Regions from separate parts of the Rattus norvegicus genome. Here region 1 is linked to region 2. Evidence: chromatin contacts called from public Hi-C data. All regions are on one chromosome and are shown on one strand. The core of a region is the stretch at or near the end of the contact, and the rest is flanking DNA. Distances in the headings are between cores, read along the strand shown. Region 1 holds the start of Ppp2r5e (protein phosphatase 2 regulatory subunit B', epsilon). Region 2 overlaps Ppp2r5e (protein phosphatase 2 regulatory subunit B', epsilon).

Region 1 (3,780 bases), core at 151-2,650, 48 kb after region 2:
TTTGGAATTCTGAGGACTTCTTGGTTCTTTCATTAGAAAGTTATTGTTTACTTTTAACTCTAATTTGGCTTTAAATATAATGAGACATATAAAAAACGGAGTACTAAATTATAAATATTATCGAAAATATCAGACCTCAGCAAGCAGTTCCACATCACACTGGTACGTTGTAAATTTAGGGACGAATATTGCAAGCTCATCTGGGAATTATTTAGGTTTCATGCTAACCCTAGCAACACAGATTTCCGTAAGCCTCGTTCCCCCACCATTCATTCTTGTCTCTATTTCTCTTCTCTCATCTCTAACGAGGATCTATAGGTAGCTTTCTTTTCCGTCATTTGCCTCTTATGCGCGCAGCTCTGATATAAATGTCAAGGTTCTCAACTCTAAAGCATTGCAGAACTGATAACAGCGGGGTCCCTGCAAAGCCCAGGGAAACAGGTTTCACCTGGGCCACTGCGCCCAAAGCTTTAGCATTCTGCAAAGAGCAGGCAACTGGGGCTTTTCCAAGGGAAAGGTATGAAATCAGGGAAGTGGCCTGTTTGTCCGCAGGTATGTTCACATAAACCCCAAGCCCTGGAGAAGCTGCGCGGCCACAGAATCTTCCTCCCTGCTCCCCCGCCCCCGCCAATGGGGGGGGGGGGGGACAAGAAGACGCCTCAAAAGCGGGAGGGGAAGGGGCTAGTGAGGCCGAGTAGAAGAGAGGTGCGGGCCTCCAAAGCCTCTGCAGGTAGATCAGACAAGTGGGCCGGGCGCTTGCTCCCGCTCACCCCACCCCGCCGCACCCCTCGGCCGCCCGGGCACGGCCTTCCCGAGCCCGCCGCTCCGCAGGTTCCCCGGGAGGCAAGCCGCGGGACCCGAAGCTGAAGTTACCTTGAAGCTCCTGGGGAAGAATCGGAAGATGATCTGTGGCTGCGCGGAGTGGGCTGCGAGCTAGGGGCCGCGGCGGGGGCGGGCGGCGGCCCGGGACGCACAGGGGGAGGTCCGGGCAGCAGCGGAGAGCCCCGGGCTACTACGGCCGTCCGGGGCGACGTCCCTCCGGTTCCGCGGTAGCGGCAGTGTTTCTAGGCCTCTCGGCTGGCCCCGAACCTCAGCGCTCCGGCAGTGGCAGCGGCGGCCTCACGAGCCTCCTCCGCGGGCCCGTCCCATCAAATCGGCACCGACCCGGTTGCGGCTCCGCCGGCGGCTCTTCGTTCACATTCCCGGCGGGCGGCGCCTCTGCTCGTTGCACCGGACCCGGCGGCGGCGGCGGCGGCGGCGGCGACGCGGGGAGGGGGAGGAGGGAGGAAGCCTGGGTTTGCAGCGGCAGCAAGCACAGGAGTCGGGAGGAAGAGTTGGAGCCGCCTGAGCCGCCGCTGCCAGAGCCGCCGTTCGCTACCCGCGCAGGGTCCCCGTCAATGCCCCTTTCTCTCTCCTATTGTCAATATCACCGGGCGGCTGAGTCCATGGCACAGGCGCAACCGAACCTCCTGGCTAGCAGAGCCCGCCTCCGACGCCCGCCCACTGGAGACTTCAAACGGGAAGCGAGACTTCATTGGCCTCCGCGCGCCTTCACTCCCAGGCTAGCATGTTCGGCTGAGAGCTGGTCCGGGATTGGCGGCGCGGGGGGGCGGAGAAACTGGAGGGTGTGAAGAGACAGGGCCCTCGATTGGGCGAGGCGCGGGGGACCCGGATGCTGCCGCCAGCTCGGGCGACCCGGCCGCCGCTTCCGCCAGGGTGCCTGAAGTGGGGAACTGCGGCGACTGCTAGGCCTGAGGGGAAAGCGGCGGGTACGTCGGAAACTGGAGCTTCCGCCTGGCGGGACCCTGTGGACGGCGAGCGTCTTCACCCGCGATTCCGAAGGCCACAGTGCGGCAATCCGGGTGCCGCACGCTTCAGCCCGCAGAGACCCACTGAGCACGGAGCCCACGGTCTCCTGTGCCCTGTGTAAACGCGGCCCTGGAAGCCAGCCGAAAAACCCCCCAGTGGCCTTCGCTCAACGGGTGAGAGGCCTGGCTACGGGTTGGACTCTCACCCTGTCACCCCAAAAGTCAGTTTTGAGTATCAGCTCCGCGATGCCCCAGCCAGTCTCGGTAGGGCCCCGCGCTCCCGTAGTTTATGCAGGTGGCAACTCTGCAGTCTCCCATTCCGAATACCCGCATTCGCCCTTTAAGGACTCCGAAATACCCGGCCTCCAACTTGACAGATTTTAATGGACAGTTTCGAGTCTTGAGTTTAAACAGACTTACCTCTATCTAGAACGAGTACTAAAATACATATATGTTTTTGCATCATTAGCGCTAGGCCAAATGGTACATTTCCAAAGAATATTCGTAGACTATCGATTTGGATGCAGGCTACATAATAATTGAAAAAAAATTCTTCATATCAGCTACAAGGATCAAACACCAGTTGCTCAAAATTTGGAAATCTGGGAGGGGAAATACAGAAGAAATAATACTCATAATCCATAAACCAAAGATAACCACTGTCGTTTTGATGTAGTTTTAGTATTGTATTTCTATATATGTATATTCACACGTATGTATACACATATATACATACATTATATACACACGTGTGTGTATGTATATGCATATTCTTTTTCATATTCAAATGCTTCATCCCATAGCTTAGTTTTTCCTCTCAGTATGTCATGTGTTCTGTACAGTTACGGAATAAACATTTATAAAGCTCTCTGGACCATGCCCATAAGTGATAATAATGCATTTGCGTTTCTGGTTTGTTGCAAATTTCTATCCAGTTGGGTAGAAAAATAACTCTGTGCTATGAAAGAGAATGTTTGCCCTGCACTGAAATGGGAAAGGTGGCTTAAATGAAAGCAGGCTCCCCCTATTGACTCCAGAAGACTAGCTGCTGGCTGACTGGCTGAGCATCCATCTTTAATGAAGTTCATTACTCCGTGCTGCATAATTATATGGAATTCCAGTCTAGTTCCTGCCTTCAAGTAACTCATATTCCAGTCTTTAGAAACGTTTAATATCCTAGCCAAGCAGAGCCTGTTTCTTCAATGTCTGATTGGTAAATGCAAAATTAAAACCAAGGAAGATTTTGAAGCCAACTCAATTTCCCTTGGCAACAGTTGAACCGTTAAAAAGTAGTGCACGTTTGAAATGCTCACAGCTGTTGCTTAGAACATTTCACATTTTGTAGAGTGAGGATTTTGCTTGCAAATTATGGATGACTATAAAGACAATTCATTTCAAAGTCATTTCATTTTCTATAAAATAGCTGAGCAACCGAAATGAGCAGGTCTTTTTTTAATATGGAAGAATCCTTGCCTGTGTGAGATTTGTTCGCTGGGCCAATAATCTCATAAGGAGATCTATAGATCCCAGGGGAAGTGGGGTGTTCTCCAAGGATAGTTAGTGCAAAGCAGAAGGAAAACTGAGGGCACCTATGCTTACGTCCAAGAGGAGGCATCAAGCTCATTATTCTAAAGACAGAAGGAGTGGCCCATTGTCTAGAGCACTGTAGATGTCCTCAGGGAAAGCAGGAAGTACCCATCCACAGAGGATTACAGAAAGGGTCTCTTCTAAATTAAACCTACAAAGCAGACAAATGACCTTACAAGGGTCTCACAAGAGAACAACAGAAAAGCAAGTACTAGAAACACCTATTATAGAATCTTTGACAGCCCTCCTTCAGGGTTACAATGACAATCTAATAAATCCTACCATATTTTAACTTATGTAGCAAAATTGTCAAAACAATGTATCTTTATATCCACCACCATCAGCCGTGAACCACATCCTAAGAAAAAGCGTTCTGACCGAGTCA
Region 2 (3,968 bases), core at 810-3,309:
TACATTACAAGAAACCTTATGGAAAAAAAATTGTGTGTGTGTTTGTGCGTGTGCATGTTTGTGTAAACACTTATAAGACATGTTAGTGCACACCTATAACCTAGCACTTAGGAGTCAGAAGCAGGACTGCTGCAAGTTTGAAGTTGGGTAACCTGATCTACTTAGGAAGTTACACACTAGATTTATTTAAGGAAAAAGAATGGTCATCAAGATGCGTCAGGGAAAGGTACTTGTTACACAGTCCTAGGGACCAGACCAGACTTCAGTCCCAGAGCCCACAAAGACATGGAAGGAGACGAGTGGTTCCACAAAGTTCCCATTTACCTCCATATGCACATGCAGCACATAGCCCACACCCATACACCATACACTCAGATAGGAATAAATATCTGCACACAACACTAATAACTGCTTTTTAAAGATTTTTTTTTCACAACAGAAATTAGATGTCACTTTCTAACCTTTCACTCAACCCTCATATCTGAACCGGCTGGAGAGATCAGGTGAAAACATGCTCAGACTCCTGCAAACAATCAAGCTGCTCCCTGATCTTGGTCAACACATACACAAACCCCAAATCACTTTTCTAGAAATTTATCCTACAGCTTTTTCACCTATGCATACACTGAAATACATACCAAACCATTCCTCCCGATGTTCTTTACAACAGAAACGAATTAGAAATAACCAAATGGTTTTCGGTATGTTCCCACACAGAAGAGCTGCATAGCCACTTACCAAGAAAAAGACTAACCTTTCAGTAGGATTAAAATATCCCCTAGAAGTATTTATAGTGAGTATACGACTACCATCTTATTTTTATAAAATATAAACATAAATATACATATATATGGACAAAGAAAAATCCTAAAATAGATATCAATTTATTGTTGTTTGAACAAGCATATGTTTAAGCCATTTGTTTTTTCTAAGACCAAACTTTAAATTTCAAACTATCTTCACTGTTCAAATTTGTCTCAAACTTCCATTGGTTTTTGTTATACCAAGCACTGGGATGTGGTATCACTAATTATCCATCATCAATATGATGACAGTGCTGGGCTCCCAAAAGAAAGCCTCCTTCAGTGCAATTAGATATACTGAGTCAATCTCCAAGAATCGAGCCCTTCCTAGCTGGTCTCTTAATCTTAAGCAACCATCAGCTCACAATACATACAGAACTTGGGCCTGGCTACATAGCTGGGCAGAGGCCAGCTTGGGCTGCCTGAGAACTGGGCTTTATAAAATGGAACCTAGGTGAGGATGCAGCTCAGTGGTGGAGAGTGGGCACCACATGCATTGACCTTAGACTCATTCCCCAGCATATGTGAGGAGGAAGAGACTAAATTAGTAGAATGTCTGTATTTAATAAATGTTTAATAAATGATTTATTCTTTAAATTAATAGAATCTCTGCATATGAACTTAGATTTACATGATTCCTTTTTTCTCAATTTATTGACCAAAAGCATCAAAATTGATTGATAAATCTCCTCTTCTCCCACTTAAATCTTGAAAGAATAATCAAAGTCAAATGTCCAAAAGACTGACAAACCTGACAGCAAAAATGTAAGTCTCATCTAGATCTGAAATAACTGTTTTATCATGGCACACAGTAGAAACAGTATTCCAAGGGGTTGTTCTGGTTTTAAAATACACACTTCAAAACAAAATGTCAAGCACTCACCATAATAGCTGCGGCCTTTTAAACTGCCCAGCACCCCCTCCCTTGCCCCAACTCTAGCCAGTTTAACTGCTTCTAAGTGGAACATTCTAAGCTGCTAACAATAAACTAATCACTCTCCCTCCTGCTTGTTTTGCTGGTTTTCCATGACACTTTGACCTTTATTCGGCTGCTATCATCACAACATACAATGCCCATCTGACACCATTTCAAGGCATTTTATAGAGACACATAAATATGAACGTCTTCCTTTTCCATTGAAATAGTGAGACAAAGGAACTCTGAATACCTCAGTCACTCAGCCCTGGCTCCAGGCTGGCTCCAAGAGACTTTATAAACCGGTGCCCCACAGCACCACAGGCAGCTTCTCTTCCTTGACTCAGCACTCTCTCTGGAGTGGGCACACACACCCAGAAGGAGCAAACAATCACAGTGGCATACACTAGGAACCCCAGCACTTGGAAGGCAGAGGCAAGAGATCAGAAATTCAAAGCCAGACTGGACCACAGGAAATTTTCTCTAAATAAAAGCAAGCAATAAATAAATAAATTAAATAAATGCATGTCCTTCTGAGACCGGCTTAAACAGTGATGTCATACATAAACTTATGTAGGTATATATGACATAAAAGTAAAATCTGTCTAAGGGAATGATAGAGGCTAACGGAATGGAAAGGGGAAGAGGGACCAGGGAATATGACCACATGTATTTCAGGCACCTATGAAACCATCTGTATGGAACCCAGAGCCCACACCAACATTAAAACAGAAACAAAAGCAAAGTGCCTAAAGAATGCTGTGTACGTAACTTCCATATAACACATCTGCTCAGTTTGCTAGGAGACTGTAATGGTAAGCCAAAGATCAAGGCAAGCCGTCACAGGCCACAGCCCTCACTCGGCCAGCCACAGTCAGGTGCTGCTCAATACCTCCTTTGACATAAGCACTAGCAAACGTTATTTTCCTCTTTACTTAGACGATGACATATTTGTTGTTTGGCAAAGTTTTGAGCAACTACTGACTCTGCCAACTTAGTAAGCAAAACTAACCACCCTATCAGAAAGAAAGCTACAATCATTTCTCTCTAACAGCATTTTTTTTATTCATTTATTATATATAAGTACACTGTAGCTGTCTTCAGATACACCAGAAGAGAGAATCGGATCTCTTTACAGATGGTTGTGAGCCACCATGTGGTTGCTGGGAATTGAGCTCATGACCTCTGGAAGAGCAGTCGGATGCTCTTAACCACTGAGCCATCTCTCCAGCCCTCTAACAGCATTTTTAAGTAGGATGAAAGGACTTGCTGTGGTTCGATGGGATGACTCCCCAAACACACAAAGTCTTGGACATTTGAAAACTTTGTTGGTGGTTGCTTGGGAAGGATCCAGAGATGTGACCTTGTTAGAGAAGGTGACACTGGGGGCCGTCTTAAGGTTTCAAAAGCCTCTTTCCATCCCCAGGACATTCTCCAGGCTTCCTCTGCATGGCTTGGGATGTGAGCTGATCCCCACTATGACAGTGATGGATTCTTATCTCTCTGGAACTGTCAGGCCCAAATGAACCGTAAGGTCCTCTACAAGTTGCCTTAGTCAAGCCTTGTGTTTTATCACAGAAACAAAAAAAGGAACCAATATAGGACTCAAGCTTTTTCCCATGATTTTTGTTGTATCTTAACTCTTACAGCAGGCTACATCCTGAGAAAAAGCAAAGGTTGCTTAAGCTCTCTAAACGCTGCTTCCAGCAGAACAACACATGGATGCACACTTGGAGACAAAGATATGAAGCCAGGGGACCCTTCACCATTTCTCTGATTTCCTGCTGTGTTTTTAGAAAAGGAAGTTTCTTGAGCTTTCCAAATGTGAACCTTGAGAAGATTTTAGAAGACCCTTAGAACCTTAGATTGTAAACATCTTGTAAGTTTTAAGAGTTTTATAAACATAGAAATGTTTTAAAATAAATCTTCATTAATCCCAAGTCACTATATACATTTAAAGAAAGCTAATACATTCACACTTGACATCTGTCATTTATTTAGTCTGTAATTTAAGGATATGTTTTGGATGGATGATGGACCCTTATAAAAATGTCCTATATCTCTCCAGTTTTTATGGCCCATAATTGACTAGAATGTCACAATATAAGATAGAAAACCACCTAGTTACAAGTAAAATCTCTTAAAATATTTGCAATCTTAAGGGAAATTTTATTGTGTCAATCGCAAAAACTTTTCTCCCATAAGACTACAATCCTACTATGTAGCCAAAAAAAAATTATATACAGGTA

The links. Hi-C and Micro-C count contacts between places; a contact is called where the count stands out from the background.
Region 1: a contact with region 2 is called in a Hi-C map of Schwann cells, with 1.9 times the contacts expected there. The contact joins the promoter of Ppp2r5e here to the enhancer-like site in region 2. A contact is called at or near these places in 4 of 12 Hi-C or Micro-C datasets (Schwann cells, kidney, liver and 1 more).

The regions. Positions count from the first base shown.
Region 1 is chr6:100,052,173-100,055,952 of GRCr8, forward strand. It overlaps Ppp2r5e (protein phosphatase 2 regulatory subunit B', epsilon), which reads right to left and starts at 1,401. Exons shown (of 12, transcript NM_001106740.1): 1 at 874-1,401.
Region 2 is chr6:100,003,227-100,007,194 of GRCr8, forward strand. The region is part of intron 2 of Ppp2r5e (protein phosphatase 2 regulatory subunit B', epsilon); the gene reads right to left. Among named protein-coding and RNA genes, the nearest start is that of Ppp2r5e, 48 kb to the right of the region's middle. Within about 2 kb of position 2,060, at least 10 of the 93 cell types and tissues checked have an H3K27ac peak or open chromatin away from gene starts, as enhancers often do. A contact at or near this core is called in Schwann cells, where this site is marked.